Linked DNA regions of Mus musculus: region 1 is linked to region 2. A link is a contact called in public HiCAR-type data. All regions are on one chromosome and are shown on one strand. The core of a region is the stretch at or near the end of the contact, and the rest is flanking DNA. Distances in the headings are between cores, read along the strand shown. Region 1 holds the start of Ap2b1 (adaptor-related protein complex 2, beta 1 subunit). Region 2 holds the start of Asic2 (acid-sensing (proton-gated) ion channel 2).

Region 1 (4,363 bases), core at 1,269-3,768, 2.1 Mb before region 2:
ATTTTTTAATCCAAGCCCCCCACACTTGCCGGATAGACACTGATGCCTATAGTAGAAGACACACACACATAAGACACACACACACAAGCCACAAGAGAACGGGAAAAACACAATTTCAACTTGCCTAGTGCTTCAAAACTCAATCTTACTGGGGCAAATTTTTGTTTTTCAGGAAATCCCTAGAAATAAACAAGCCACAATGGAATTTGAACGTACACAATCTTATACGACATGAAACCTGAAAGGTCACTGACTGACTTATCGTGTGGCCTGGGGACATTGTTAAAGGACAGAGCAGCCACAGGGCAAGGCAAGGATCCTTGGACTTGTCCTAGTCCACAGCATTGCTCCACTGCCTTTCCCAGGCCTCCCTGTACAAGGTTATATATCTAGATTAACATAACCTAGTTTCTGATAAATATAGGTTGTCGAAGTCCTTTCTCTCCTTCCAGCCTTCCCTTCCTCCAATTCCCCAAAAGAGCAGCTCAGCAGTGAAACAAGATTAATAGGCTGGGTAGAATACAGTCAGAAAAAAAAAATTATAAGGTCTTAATTTCAAATGGTTCTCTGGAAAATGGCAGCCAGCGTTAGCACTAGCAAGACCACTGTGCCCTCCTTTGCACATGAAGTCAATACTAGCCAGAGTTCAGTAAATTCTAAAGCAGAAAGTCATTCCAGTCACCTCTGCTTACAAGGATGAGTGGTATAAAGACCATTGCTGGCCAGATGTTCATAACATAAGGACAGCAGCAGCCTCAGATTAATTTAGCTTGTCAGAAATAAAACGTTAAAAGCTAAATCCACCTCTGGCTTCTATTTAAATAACTACAAGTTAATTTATTAATATAGGATTATACGGAAAGAAAGAAGCCCAACAGTCTTACACCCAACTGTTATGAAATGCCAGGACATTTTGGAAAACTTAAGCCCAGGAGGAAAGAAGAAAAATGGGGATGCTATCCTCCTTCTGAATGCCCCTTGTCTAACATGGTTCAAATGTGTGCCTTGAGACGAAAGCAAAATCTTTTCCAGAAGAAAAGGATGCGAGGGACCTCTCTGATCTTAATTCATCAGGATATTTACTCTGTTTTAATTTACCACACAACTTGACTGAGCTGTTTGCAGCGCACACTCCCCTCTCTTTCTCAGGGAGTCTACCCTGCAAGGCACCTACTCAGTTCTCAGTTTACATGCCCGCCCGCCTCACTTAGTCATCACTGGAATGTGTTACCGATGGCTGCACCTACTTCACCTGCCGCTTTCTATTATTACCTTGTAAGTGCACCCTAAGGCTAAGCAGTGAACTGCACAGGAGAGCAGTTAATAATTTAAATTGTTCCTCTCTAAGAGACCACCTTCCTTCTTAGTCACTAGCCTTACTGAGCTTACAGTGTGTTCTTTGTCTTTTAAACCACAAAGGTTGCAAAAAAAAAAAAAAAGTTTGGCCACTAAAATAAAAGAAAAAAAAATCTCCCTTCTAAAAGTAAAAAAATTCAGCGAAGCATCCATGACACATTCACACTGCTTCATAACTAAATTGCTTGAGTTTAATAAGAGCCTTCTCCTAAAAAGAGGGCTGCTCAAAAAGCTAATACATCCTGTGAATTCAAAGAATAAAGAAATAGCAGGAAATTCCAGGGTTTTGTTTTGTTTTTTTTTTTTCACTTCTAGTAGAATTTACAGCCTTGCCCAAACTAGACTGCTCCTGATAACCCCAGGGAATATAGGGAGGGGGGAAAAAAAAAAGAAAAACAAAATTCCATGCTAAGATTTATTTTCCCCTCTTACACAGAGGGTGGGGGTGGCCTCAATTATGCAGGTTTCTCCTTCCTTCCTCGAAGTACAGTTAGTCCCCATTCTCTTTATCCACTTCCCCAGGTCAAGAAATCTGTCCAATTTTCACTAGGTAAGGAGAGATGCCTCTTAACCCCAAATACGTGCGACAAGAGAGGTTTCAGTGACCAAACGGTCGCGGGAATCCCTTCTCCCTAGTCGTGGAGACACGTCGGAGCTTCTTTCTCAATGAACAGATGTCAAACGGGAGAGCTGGGTGGTTCTCCCTCGGCCTCCAGCGGCCACACCCCTGGCCTGAGCCTTCCCCAAGCCGGTCTTCGGAACCTTGCTTCGCTCCGAAGCCCCCAACTCCCGCTGCTACACCGGAGCGCAGCCCCAGGCCACCACGGTCACTACGATGGAGGCACTTTCTCCCAGCTTTTCCCTCACAACGGTCACACCCGAGGACTCCTTCCACCCTCAACCGTCACGCTCCTCGGCTCTCCTTTCCTCCTGAGCCTATGACCCGGCTTGGGGCTCCCCTCCCTCACAAGCACCGCGAGTCAGTCAGGGCACACCCCAAAGCCAGCCGCCTTGAACTCACCGGAGGCAAGGGCGGGGTGGCGGCGGCGGCGGCGGCAGTCGGAGAGCACAGCCGGGGTGGTGGTGTAATGGTTTCCTGCCCGTCACGATTCTCTCTAGATCTAAGCCACTGCGCAAAACCCAATTTGCCAGGGACAAAGATGGTGAGCCGGAAGCTTTGGCGTAAGAGAATCTCGCCGCCTGACGTCATCTGGGTGCGCGGGAGAACCAAACGGCCAGGTCGTGTCTGTCGCCTCAGCAACGGAAAGGTTTCCCTGTCTCAGGGATAGGGCAGTTGCCTATACACTCAGGAGACCCGCAGTTGCTTTCCCACCGGATATCTTCAATAAGTGGGTATTTTCGGGATTTATTCCCGTGAACAAGATTTTTGTGAAACCTGTGTGAGATATCCTATTTGCTCAAACACAAACCTCAGCTAATTTGCTTGTAAGGTTAAGAAGCCCATAGAGGTGATAGAAACCAGGACTACAGACGGACGGATGAACTAGGAGACGGCGACTCAAAGATGGCTAAGAAGCATTCAGATCTGAGTTTGAATCCCTACATTGAACAAGACTGGAGAAACTTATTAGCGCCCCCTTCCTGCCCCGCCCTTAGGCTTGAGTGGTATAAGGTACCTAAAACAGGTTGTGGATACAGGTTTCATTAGGAAACTATAAACTGGTACAGGCGTTTAGTTACCATGTCCAGCTTCAAAAGAAAAGAAAGACCAACGTCGGGCTGTGTAACTCAGACAAGCCTAAAACTAAGCCCTCTTGCTTCTTTCTGCCTCTAGAGCACTTTGAACTTCTCTATCTATATACCTAGACTCCAAGGCTTAGTGGTGCTTCTAACCAGGCACCCCTCACTCTACTATTGAACAATCTTTTTTTTTTCATTTTGTTTTTTAATGTGCATTGGTGTTTTGCCTGCATGTATGTATGTGAGAGAGTGTTCCCCTGGAACTGGAATTTCAGACAGCTGTGAGCTGCTATGCGGGAGCTGGTAACAAAATCCAGGTCCTTTGAAAGAGCAGCTAGTGATCTTAACCACTGAACCATCTCTCCAGCCGCCAGATTTGAAACTTAAAAAACTCATGGTAGGACTGGAGAGATGACTCAGTGTTTAAGAGCACTGGCTGCTCTTCCAGAGGTCTTGAGTTCAATTCCCAGGCAATCCCATGATGGGTCACAACCATCTGTAATGGGATCTGATGCCCTCTTCTGGTGTCTGAAGGCAGCTACAGTGTACTTGTGTACATTAAAAAAAAAAAATAAATCTTTATATATTAAAAACAAAAAACTCAAGGCAACTGGGTGTGGTGGCACAAGCCTTTAACCTCAGCAATCAAGAGGCAGAGGTAAGTTGATCTTTGTGAGTTCAAGGCCAGCCTGGTCTACAATGTGAATTCCTGGACAGCCCGGGCTACACAGAAAACTGTCTTTGAAAAACAAAACAGATGACTTAACCCAATTACATTTATTTACTGAGCATCTATTAAATAATTTCCTATGTAACTTACATTTAATATATACTTAAGATCTCCAAACCTGATGGTCAGGCTTAGCCTTTAATGCCTTCTAATAGAAAGGTTAATCATGTGCCTTCTATTAGACTACACATTTGAGACTGGGGTTTTTAATGCATTATTTGGTAACTAAAAACTGGCACATTACCAAATTGAAATAAAAACTGACACTATTTTTCTTTCCAGAACTGGGAAAGGATCCTAGGGCTTCACACACGTCCTACCACTGAGTTATATAACCAACCAGGACATACTATTTTTAACTTTTTCCTTTTCTCATGGAATACAGTTTCCTTTTTATAGAGTAGTCTTGTGGGTCCATTAATCAGGAAATCTTGACCCTCTGGCTAACCATGATTGATCAACTTTAAACCAAGATTGCTCAAATGGGTGTTTTCCCCCTTCCTCCCCCTTTCACCTCTTTCCCCCTTTCCTCACTGCCAGGTAGCCCACTGCCTCAGGCGCTGGGGTTACATATAT
Region 2 (4,937 bases), core at 893-3,392:
CAGTTTCCTGTCCCAGAATTCTGATACTCCACTAACTGGGGTGTCTGTCTTCTTGTGCTTTGGGTCCTTCATCCATTCCATCTACTCTCAGAAATGTCTGGAAATTCTTTTATCCCAAAGGTAAGGAACTCGGAGGGCTGCCTGTCTCAGTGATGTTTAGAAAGTATGTGTAGAGTTCTTTTGTGAACCCTGCATGCCAAGGCAGCCATAAGAGCAGGACCCCAGAGGCCAGCCTGGTCTACAAAGTGAGTTCCAGGACAGCCAGGGCTATACAGAGAAACCCTGTCTCAAACAAAACAAACAAAACAAAACAGCAGGACCCCAGCCCTGATCCAGAGGCTGAAAACCACAAGACCCTCTGAGACAGTAAAAACTGTCAGGGCTTTGTGATCTGAGCCTTGAACCCAGCTAACCACTGCCCAACTGTGCCCTTTTGGGCAAGCTTTAGCCTCCCTCACATCACTTAGAAAATGGAGCCAGTTGTATCTAGAAACCACATTCAGTCCCCCCACCCCGACCGAAAGTTTAAGCAGAATATTTAAAAGGCAGTATCAAAAGTTTAAAATGTCCAGGAGTTATTGAAAGCCTTGGGTGCTTTGTGGAGTCTCTTGACTTGGGACGACATCCCCTTTCTTACTCTCCCTTCTCTTCACATCCAGGGAGAGCTACTTTTGCCTGGCTTAACACCTCCAGAGAAAGGGGTTGGGGCACTTGATAAATTTCTAGAGGCAGAAGAGAGGAGCTGTCCCCTTGAGTCCATCCTGCCACAAGTCCTGTAAGTTTTCCCAGTAACTGGTCACATAGCCCTTCCTAAAAGAAATTCATACACATGCAAATCGGAAACTATACTCATTCATACCCACAGCCAAGGATGTGCACACATAGAACATACAGCCCATCACAGGCACTCGTCTACTTATGACACATCCAGCAGCCGCAGCACATCAACCCACAGGCAGCTTCACGAATTGAAGACTTGGCACAAACGCCGGTTCACATATAAACAGTTCACATCCTACACACACCCCTGCACGACACCGCACTCACACTTGCTCAAGTGCCCACGCTGCACAGTCCCATCTCTCTCCAGCCCATTTCACACGCCCAGGCATCCCTTCACATTTCTTTGCACACGGCTTGCACATAAACACAGCATTCTTACTACTCTCCATCTCTTCCACAAGCCGGTACAACCGACCACATCTGTGCTGCCCCCAACCCCCCCCCCCCGCCCCAACATCCCCTGCAACTTCAACAAGAGGCTTCCCGCTTGGTGTGCAGCGGCCACAGTGGCCAGGAATTAAAATGCAGCAAGGAGGAGCCGGGAGCGTCAGAACCGCGTCTCCAGGAGCGCACAGCGCTCGCCTCGGCCGCCGCCGCCCCGCCCGCCCGGAGCCGCGGGGCCAGCGAGCGCAGTAGCAGGTGCTCAGAGCCCAGCAGCGCCAGCCGCGCCAGCCTCGCGCGGCTGCTGCCCAAGTTCGCCCGGGGCCCGAGGAGGGCCGGGCTACCGAGAGAGGAGAGCAGCCGCCGCCACTGTCACCGCCATCGTGGACTTGGAGTCTTGAGAGGAGACGGGCCCACCGGAGCTGCGAGCTTCGATGAGCAGCGAGTCCGGATCAGCCTCAGGAGGTGTTGCTTGGGCTCCGCAGTTCCCAGCTCCCGTCTCCCAGAGAGAATAAGAGGCAAGGAACAGCATAGCCGGGTTTTTCTAAAGACGATCCGTGCCGAGAGGAAAAGCGATAGTTTCCCAGCACCAGCAACCTTGGAGGGGCCCAGCAGCGAGCAGCTTTCCGCAGGACGCCTTGAGAAGCCCCCGCCCCAGACGACAGTAGACACCCCGCGGGACTCAGGACTTGGGGAAGCCTGGGAGCGTCTCAGCAGAAAGCAGCTCCGGCAGCCGTGAGAAAGAAGGGTCCTGGAGGAAAGGGAAGGTGCAAGTCGCCACTCGGCGACCACTCACCCCAGTACACACCCACCCCACCCGCCGAGCCTGGAGCCGCGGAGTGCCTCTGGGGGCGCTCGTTCCTTGGCGCCTTCCCTCGCATGTCCCAGCACCACTGGGCTAAGGGCCAGACTAGTGGGGTCCCCGGGACTGGCCAAACCAGGCATGGTGGCCCAGTGGTCTCTCTCTCAGGATCAGCGTAAAAACTGGGGTTAGTCCGTGCAGGGGGGACTCATCTCAGGGTCCCCCGAGGTCCAGGACCAGGATAGGTCGGCGGGCACAGAGCCCAGGGATTGGAGAGGCGGCTCCCAATGGGGCCCCTCCGGAGGTAGTGCCCAGTGACTCTCGTCCTTCTGGAAGACTCGGGGCCAGCAGAGCCTGGGGGTGGGGGGTAGTTAGGAGAGGCCAGAGCTAGGGGCGGCGGGCCGAGGCGGCACTCAGTCCCGGGCGAGCGCCCGCGGAGGCGGCGGCGGCGACGCCGGGAGGGCATGCCGCGCCACCGGAGCTCCTGTCGGGAGCAGGCTTCCCTGGCACAAGCTGCGCGCGGCTGCTGCTGCTCCCACTGCTGCTGCGGACTCCCATGGCGGCTCCGCCCGGCCGGGGCCGCCGCCGCTGTCGCCAGCCTCGGGCTGAATGAATGAGCCGGAGCGGCGGAGCCCGGCTGCCGGCGACCGCGCTCAGCGGCCCGGGACGCTTCCGTATGGCCCGCGAGCAGCCGGCGCCCGCGGCGGTGGCGGCAGCTAGGCAGCCCGGGGGCGACCGGAGCGGCGATCGGGAGCTGCAGGGGCCAGGGGTCGCCCGCAGGGGGCGGCCGTCCCTGAGTCGCACTAAATTGCACGGGCTGCGGCACATGTGCGCGGGGCGCACGGCGGCGGGAGGCTCTTTCCAGCGGCGGGCGCTGTGGGTGCTGGCCTTCTGCACGTCCCTTGGCTTGCTGTTGTCCTGGTCCTCGAACCGCCTGCTCTACTGGCTCAGTTTCCCGTCACACACGCGAGTGCACCGCGAGTGGAGCCGCCAGCTGCCGTTCCCCGCTGTCACCGTGTGCAACAACAACCCCCTGCGCTTCCCGCGCCTCTCCAAGGGGGACCTCTACTACGCGGGCCACTGGCTAGGACTGCTGCTGCCCAACCGCACCGCGCGCCCGCTGGTCAGCGAGCTGCTGCGGGGCGACGAGCCGCGCAGACAGTGGTTCCGCAAGCTGGCCGACTTCCGCCTCTTCCTGCCGCCGCGCCACTTCGAGGGCATCAGCGCTGCCTTCATGGACCGTCTGGGCCACCAGCTGGAGGACATGCTGCTCTCCTGCAAGTACCGGGGCGAGCTCTGTGGCCCGCACAACTTCTCCTCAGTGAGTTGCCCTCCGCGCGAACCCGCCCTTTCTGACCCCGCGCTTCCCAGGAGTCCTGAGGCTCTTAGGTGGGCCCCAGGGACTGGACACCAGGCCCCTGTGAGTGTCACTACTTCCTGACTGGGTGTCACCTCTCCTCAGTGCCCAGGAAGAAGCCACTCTCGAATCCCCTGAGTCTTCAGGTGGTGGGAAACTTGGGCTTGGCTCTGTCTAGGAAGTCATCTTAATGCTGTTAGCGTCTCCTTGTACAGTTCCTTCCGGTGTCAGCTCTCAAACTCCTCCTTCTACTCTCTGTGGTCCCTTCTCTAAATAGTGACCCACACACACACCCGAGGTTCACGGGACCCAAAGCTACTGCTCTCTGTTTGGTCTCTAGAGTTGCCTTAAATGGGAGGCTTGTTCTCTTTGGGGAGAACCAATACAAAACCCTTCAAAAGAAATGGGCTAACAAGGTGTTTTAGGACCTCTGTTTAAGATCCTAAACAGCTTATTATTTCAGAGTTCCGCACGGAGTCTAGGAGAAAACTCCCAAGGACAGCAATGAACACCAAAGCTGTGGGCCCCTTTTTAAGGCAGTGGCAACTTTCTGCTCATTGGAAAACAAAAACCAAAAAAAAAAAAAAAAAAAAAAACAAAACAAAACAAAAAAAAAACCAAAACAAACAAACCAAAAAACAAAAACAAAAACAAAAACAAAAAAACAAAAAAACAAACAAACACCGCTCCATGAGCACACCCACCCACCTTGCTCCTCTTACTGACTGAAGGAATATCCTTAGGTGGGAAAGTTGCAGCCAGCAGGCTCAGAAATGCAAACAGCCAGGGCCAAAAGAAGCTGTGCTAGAGATTTGTGAGCCATTTGCTGTACTGGTTCCCGCACACTGTGGGTCTGGAGAACGCAGATGTCAGGCAGAAGGTATCTGCCTTGTGCAGTCTGTCTCCGAAGAGCTCTGGTGCCAGGACCCGGCATGGTGCAAGCCTGTCCAACCTTTGCTGTGTAAACGCCCCTTAGGTGGGCTCTGGCTTTTCTACCAGTGCAGAGAAGGTTGGTGTGCATTCGTGAGTAGTACTCTCAGAAGGATCGCTCTTCCGGATTTTTGTCTCTGACAAAGCTTTTCCTGGGATGGCAGAGTTGCCACGGTTGCAACAGGTGTTGGCTTGATGCGGGTCATTCTAGGTCTCTGATTGGCTGTTCTGGTTATCTCTTGCCTGAGATTCCACCCTTAGCTTCAGTCTTGACTCTGTTGATTTTTGCTGTCGGACTGAGTATAGAGTAATTCTGACTTATCCCTCTCTAACACATCCCATGCTGGGAAATGGCGAGAGTTTCAGCTGGCCTTCCGACCATCTCATCTGAGACTCCCTGCCTCTGTAAGCAGGGAGTGCTGCTAACATACACTTATACAAAGCTCCCTCCTGAACCTCAAGCATGGTGCATAAAAGCCAAAGAATACAGGCAGCAACCCTTGTGGTCAGTTGGATTTTGGCCGAACACTGGTGAGCAAGCTCTAGAGTTAGACTGAAGTTCAAGATTACATTTAAGTACAAGCTCTAAGTTGTACAACACACAACCTCTTCGATGCAATTTTGTGTTGGTCGATTATTGGTTTACTAAGCAGTTTGGATTGCCTTCTGACGGCCAGGGTTGCC

What was found. HiCAR-type assays count read pairs that join an accessible place to other places.
Region 1: a contact with region 2 is called in a HiCAR-type map of astrocytes, with 6 times the contacts expected there. The contact joins the promoter of Ap2b1 here to the promoter of Asic2 in region 2. A contact is called at or near these places in 1 of 39 promoter capture datasets (hippocampal neurons) and 1 of 115 datasets of contacts at active chromatin or transcription factors (astrocytes).

Annotation. Positions count from the first base shown.
Region 1 is chr11:83,300,852-83,305,214 of GRCm38.p6, reverse strand. Ap2b1 (adaptor-related protein complex 2, beta 1 subunit) reads right to left here and starts at 2,518. Exons shown (of 22, transcript NM_001035854.2): 1 at 2,378-2,518.
Region 2 is chr11:81,150,108-81,155,044 of GRCm38.p6, reverse strand. Asic2 (acid-sensing (proton-gated) ion channel 2) reads left to right here and starts at 2,142. Exons shown (of 10, transcript NM_007384.3): 1 at 2,142-3,287. The coding sequence starts at 2,580. Gm51910 (a long non-coding RNA gene) reads right to left here. Exons shown (of 3, transcript XR_003949744.1): 3 at 3,312-4,937.